2 separate regions of the Sus scrofa genome follow, and region 2 is linked to region 1. A link is a contact called in public Hi-C data. All regions are on one chromosome and are shown on one strand. The core of a region is the stretch at or near the end of the contact, and the rest is flanking DNA. Distances in the headings are between cores, read along the strand shown.

The links. A called contact is a pair of places that touch in the nucleus more often than the background predicts.
Region 2: a contact with region 1 is called in a Hi-C map of embryonic fibroblasts, with 2.3 times the contacts expected there. The contact joins two enhancer-like sites. A contact is called at or near these places in 4 of 47 Hi-C or Micro-C datasets (embryonic fibroblasts, fetal skeletal muscle and liver) and 1 of 2 datasets of contacts at active chromatin or transcription factors (skeletal muscle).

Annotation. Positions count from the first base shown.
Region 1 is chr7:83,073,399-83,076,843 of Sscrofa11.1, reverse strand. It overlaps a transcript of NR2F2 not described here. Among named protein-coding and RNA genes, the nearest start is that of NR2F2, 15 kb to the left of the region's middle. Within about 2 kb of position 1,698, at least 42 of the 83 cell types and tissues checked have an H3K27ac peak or open chromatin away from gene starts, as enhancers often do. A contact at or near this core is called in embryonic fibroblasts, where this site is marked.
Region 2 is chr7:83,632,664-83,635,716 of Sscrofa11.1, reverse strand. No RefSeq gene overlaps it. Among named protein-coding and RNA genes, the nearest start is that of NR2F2, 540 kb to the right of the region's middle. Within about 2 kb of position 1,351, at least 3 of the 83 cell types and tissues checked have an H3K27ac peak or open chromatin away from gene starts, as enhancers often do. A contact at or near this core is called in embryonic fibroblasts, where this site is marked.

The DNA of each region.
Region 1 (3,445 bases), core at 449-2,948:
AATCTTTTCCATTGGAGTTATGTACATAAAAACACATCGACATTTTGACATTTCAGATTGTGTAGATATAATCTGTACTGCTCTTGGGATCCTTTGTCCTTAAAAGCCAAATTAAGAAAAAGAAGAGAAAGAAAGAAGGAAACTTTACAGGGTGTGCAGATTTGGAAGTAGTAACTATTTTGTTTTGGAGTCTCTCCCCCCCCCCCTTCTCTTTTCCTGGTTTAGAGGAAGCTCAGTGTGTGGGAGCTTGCAATTTTTGTTCTTACTGAGGCTTTGCAGCACCCCCACCGCCATCATACATCACTATGGTTGTGGTTTAATTTTAAAAGGGGGTGGGTAAGGGGATGTGAAAGAAAAGGATCATTTTGTAAAGTGTATTAAACTTTGATACTCAGTTCCAGTCAATACATGTAGACCGGAAAAATCTGTCTGATTTGTGCATTTGAGCAGAGTTCTCCATCTGACCCTCAGCTTCTTTCTGTAGATATATACATACATAAATATAAGTATGTTCTTATGGCAGAACATCGCTGACCTCTAGATTGAGGTTTTGTAGCTTGTTGTTTATTTTCTTCTCTTGCAAGTGCTATCCATGTGAGTGTGTGAAGTTTCTCTAATAAGTAAAACACAGGCCCTTTTCCTTGTTTGTTTTGTGTTAGTTTATTGTAAACAGCCATTTGTTGTAAATTATTATTGGCATTAAATTATAATTTATGATTTTCAAAGCAAAAGACAGTCCCTGTTTTATTCTGCTTAAAGCATGTGTTCTAGACGTTGGAAATCTCTCTCTCACTCTAAGTTTCAGCAATGAGCTTGGGGTCTGCGAGGCAGAAAAACAGGACCCAAAATTTTTCAAACGGTTAAAACAAAACCCCTTGTATATGTTTAGAGTGGCCGGAGGAGGATCTGTTTAGAGTCTTGAGTTTGGTTTAAGTTTATTGCATTTAAAGAAAGTTTTTCTTTTCACGCTGAGTTAGAACAAAAGATCTTTGCTTCGACTGAATTGGACAAAAGACGAGGGCTGGGACCCAGCGAGTGCGTTCTGTGTGAAATTGACGAGATCTTTAAAAAAGCTGCTAAACATGGCGACTCTTTCCCTTTAAGTGTCTCTTTTTCCTTGCTGGGTTTTTTTTTCCCCCCTATCTGATCTGAGCTCGCTTTATTTCTTTTCCCAACCCCGCTCCCCCTCCTCCTCTTGGCGCTCGGGGGTGTGAGAGAACCCAGTTAGACGCGAAATGCAACAATAGTCCGAGGAGAGAGAGAGAGGGGCGATCGCTGCTTCTCGTCACTTTCAAACAAACCTGGGGAATGACTGAGCTGGGGCGGGGGGGGGGGGGGGCTGGTTCCTAGCCTGTTCGCTCGGCTCGCGGCCGCCCTGCCTCGGCCTTTCACTATTAGTTCTCTCCCGGCCGCCAGGGGCTGGGGCTCAAAGTTAGCGGGAGACGTCCGGGGCTGGTTCCGCGGAGACGGCTGGGTTAGCATCCGGCCGGCTGCAGGGACCGGGGCCTGGAGTTGGCAGCAGCTGAGGAAAAGTGCCTGCCCCCCAGCCTCCGCCCCCCACTTACGTGCGGCGGAATTCCGCCAGCGCCCCCGGAAAGTCCGGGGTGCCGGGCGCTCCGAGCTGCTCTCCTAGGATGTGCAAGAAGCGGCGACAGGCGGGGGGCGGAGGCGGGGGGCGGTCAGGGGGAGCTCGAGCGTGTGAAACTCTGCCTCGAAGCTCGCTTTTGACTTGGTCCTATGAGCTGAGCCAACATGGCGTCTCCCACTGCACCGCGAGCGCCGGGCTGCCAGGCACGGCAGGGCCGGGTAATAGAAAACACATTGGTTACCAAAAAGAAAAGGGGGGGGGGCGGCTAAAGGCCATTCCATCTGCAGGCAGAAAACCCTCTTTTAAACTCTAGCTGGCGAGTGAGTGCGGTCCTCGATTATTCTGTAATTAAAGCAGCAGAATTGGTAGGGAACATATTGGTAATACAGTATCCCCTTATCTCTGCGCCCCCTCCCCCTTGTAATAGGGAGAGTTTATTTCAGGTCTCCTCTCCCAACAGGAACCAAATTAGAAAAAGTCTGTATTCTCCACAGATCTTAAATGTTTGAATGGTATAGGGGAGGGGGAGGCCAGTATTTAACAGACCTCGGTCAGTTCTCGCGCTCATTAATGCAGGGGCCGTGCAGGGGGAGGGGGTGTGCCGGGACCACCCCCTACACACACCCGCCGAGCTGAGGGGTGGGGGCCGGGCTTCGATCCCCGCCGGACGTGGGCACAACTTGCTGCTTGCGTGGCAAAGTTAGGGGAAAGGTGGCTTTGCGGGGGGCAGAGAGCTGACTGCCGGTGCGCAGGGGCCGAGGGCCGATTCCGGGCTGGGGGTCGCAGGTCCTAGAAATGTGTGAGGCGGCATGGACGGCGCCCCTAATAGGAGCGCTTCTACATCGGGGGTCCCTTTTAATAGGTTTGAGAGGAGGCGAGGTCTGCCATGGAACAGACCTGACCTCCCAGAGAGGGTCTTCTGAGGGCCTCTGGGGAAACAGTGGTTTGGCCCTGGTCGAGCTCTCAGGCGCTGGGGGAATGGCCCCTTACGGTCCAATACGAGCTCTGGCCCAGGCCTGGAGACCCTTACCCTCAGCCGCCTGGGAGGGGAGCGAGTTTCTCTCTGAATTCCGGGCCTCGTCGAGATTTATTGAAGTTAGGTTTAAAAAACGTGCTTCAGATGATTTTTCCCATTTTCTCAGATTTCAAAGGCTCCCTGCAGTGCGGCTGCCTAATTAATGGTGAAATTCAACTAAATCTAATTATGCAGTAATTTTAAAGCAGTTAGTGCTGGGCGTTGGTTTGTAATAGGACCCCAGTTTTTTAAAGTTTGCTTACTGTGTTGGTTTAGGGGAAAGCCATCTTTTGTATAGCAAAGAAAGACAGGGAAATAGTTTTGCTGCGTGAACCAGAGGACTGAGAACTGCCCCCACCCTCCACATTTCCATCCTCACTTCTATCTATCTCCCTTTCTTTCTCTCTCTTTCTCTCCTGGGCTCCTGCTCAAAATCTGAGCGAGGTGCTAACCCAGCAAGGAGACCTGGTTTCATAGCCAAAGGGGAAAAGGGAGAATTTTTCATAAGGAGACACAAAGGGGCTTGGTATCTGCCCTCCTGGATGCATCTGTAAATGCCTGAAAACAGGGAAGGGGGACTCTCATCTCCTCTAATAGAGAACAGATTTCCTCTCTTTAACATCCATTGTCATTAAGGCGAAAAGCTGACTCTTGGAGTTATAAATCTTATCATCCTTCTGATAACACACTTGTAATAAGTTAGTGTCTTATTCAAAGTGAATTGTAAAACTGCCTCATTTAATATGGCATCTGTGTCGTTAAAACTTTTAAGTCCCCCCCACCTCCTTTGAGTCTTGTAGGCCTGGCATGTGGGCAAGCGCTGAGGTGCCTACTGGGCCTCT
Region 2 (3,053 bases), core at 102-2,601, 560 kb before region 1:
AGAAAATATCTCCACCAGTTTATAACAGATGTAGGCCATATATTCTATTACATACGTTGCACAAATATCTGTGACCGCAACATCACCCCAAAATTAAAACTTCTCCCCACCCTTACCTCTTCCTTCCTAGTGTTAGCACATAAAATGCACACTCACACACCCCTTTCTTAAATAAAAACATGAATAGTTACCATCTGACCATTATGTTCATTATGTTTTTAGTGCTGGTAGAAGAAAAATTCTGGTCCATACGATTAATGTAACAGGTATCTGTCTGGCTCCTTCAGATCTAAAAGTACAATGGGGTTGCAAACTCAATAGTTTTCTTGTCATCCCTTCCCTCTAAGTAATGGGAACTCTGCCTAGTGTTGTTTCTAGTATTTCATCTTCACTAAATCTGTACCTTTCCTACCCACACACGGCCAAGAGCACATGCTGCTGACCTAAGAATCACCTCTTTATTTTAGAGTCAAGGTTTCTGTCTTCCCTACCTTCTCCTGCTTCCTTCACCAGACTCAAGATCCCAGCATTATGTGAAATACGGCTTTCGAACTTCTGAGAAGCCATCAGGAGGGTCTTCATCAGGTAAGATTCTTTTTCCTAGAGGAATTTTTACAAATTGGCTCTTACAACCGACAAAAACGGTAAGCAAATCTTTTAAGGCTTGCTGAATAATAGAGAAGTGTTTTTGTCAGTTGCTCCTTTCTGACAAACCTGAGCCATGCTCACATCTTTTCGTGGAAAAATTTTTACCAGGGATTTTCCAAGCACTGGCTTTTCAGGAGTGGTTTTCTCCCTTTCTGATGTAAGTCAGATTAAAATACAGTGTATGTGAAGCATCTATATTTATTGATAATGTTGGTTCAGACCAAAATCACCATCTGCAGACATGTAATCATAGTAATTGTGGTGCAGGAGGCCAATGAGATAATAGAACATTTAGAGGGCACTTCATCTTGACCCCCGGAAATTATATTGGACCCATCACCATGTTGCTAAAACTGCACTTTTACCTACTCGAATATGAGTAAATGGAGTTTGTGTTCCCTGGGCCACACCTCTTCCATAGAGAGACTCATCCATTGTTTAGTGCTCTCCTGGTTGCCTGTGCTCCATTCCCAAACTTCTCTAGAGGCCACAATCAGCAACTTTCCTAATGGGAGAAGACGAATCTGGCTGCATATGACAAGGAAAAAGGACAAACGAAAGATTTCTTAAAGTTTTCCCATTCCTTTCCCCGCAATACATTCTGGGATGTTTTGATTCTGTGGTTTTCCCAAAGGAGGCCAGCCCTGCCTTCTGTCTGCCTTCTCTCCTCTTTTCCATCCTGTGTGATTCATAGCTGATGAAGTGAGGGTGGGGAGGCAGAGCCAAGGAGGCCTACGGTGTGAGCAGCACCGCAGTGGTGTCCCTGGCTCTCGTCAATGGCAGTCTCTGCGGCAGGGGTCTTCCAGGGGTGTGGATCAGTACTGCTACTCCAGATGGTCTCCACACAACTGATCCCAGTGCCTGTGGAGGATCTGTCCTAATGGAGAAATTAATAACTCGTGAGGAAAAAGGAAATAGATTTAAGGGACAGAGGTTGCAAATGAACCTATAACCGAAAGCCTTTAAAATATTTTTATGTCCTGTAAAAGAGAATCATAAAAGCAGCACATGAAATAAAGAAAATACCAATGACATTTTATACATTTTAAAATTAGTGATAATGAGTACTGTATATTTTAACTTCCATTTGCCAACTTTTACTTGCTATAAATTTTCGCTATCTTCCTCTGGCTCCTGCATCACTGAGATATGTGGAGATTAACAAGAAAAATATATGCCAAAATGTACTTAAAAACAAAAGCAACTCAAATAGTATGTGTATGATCAATGCTTTCTTGAATTTATGACTCAGGTTTGTTGATTTCTAACTTGAGTCCCAGTAAGGTCCTGAGAGCAACCCTAAACATAAGTTTTTCTTCTTCTGGGTTTCAATTCTTTCCCCATGATTCATTTTTGAACCATCCAACAAGAGGCAGGAAAGTACAATGGTCAAGCTAACACACATTTTAGACCTAGAACTGAATTAAAACCATAGATTCATCATTTGCTAGCCTTTTTTATTTCTATAAAAGTGAATAATAAAAGTAATAAATAAAGGAAAAATGACATATTTTATGCTACTGTTTAACCATGTATGACTCTGTTTTCTGATCCATAAAATTGGACAGTATTACTAACTTCAAAAATTTTGAAATTAAGTTATATTAAAGTATTTAACAAATATCTGTCCCCTCTCACCCATCATAGCCAACAACTAAGGACTTATCTTGCCTAAATATACATATTTGCAAACATATGTACACACATAGCATATATATATGTATGTAGATATAAATACACACAGGCACTATTATATATAACAGTTGCGTGTGTCTACCTATCTATCTATATATGTATCTATATATCTATCTAGTTATGTGTGTGTGTTATATACAGTTAGACCAAAATCCTAGATGTTGCATAAATATATGACTGATTAATGTCACACTTGCTGTATCTTAAGACGGATGGTTTTGGGGACTCCTGTGGCTTCAAGTACCTCCCAGGTACTTGGCATTGGAAAGTTTAAATTACTCTATGACCCGAGCTGTACAAAGCACAACTCACAGCAGTTTTCCTAATAAGCTATTTGGTATCTCCCTTTGATTAAGACATGGTTATTTGTCACAATAAATAAATTATATATATATATATATAAATTCAAAACTCTTGTTTTTTTTTTTACTTTAACCACTCTAGTGAGTATAAAATATCTCATTGTGTTTAAATTTAAGCATGTCTGATGATTATATATACTGAGTATCTTATCATGTATTTATTAGTCATTTACATATCCTCTTTGGTGAAGTGTTTCTGAAAATCCTTTGTCCATTTTCAGTTGGGTTCTTTGTCTCTTTACAGTTGACTTGCAGGAGTTTTATAAAAGTTCTTAAGATAAATTAATGTCAGGTATGCAGTGTATCATATATTTCCAGTCCATAATGGTGCCTTTTGAGGAGCCAAAA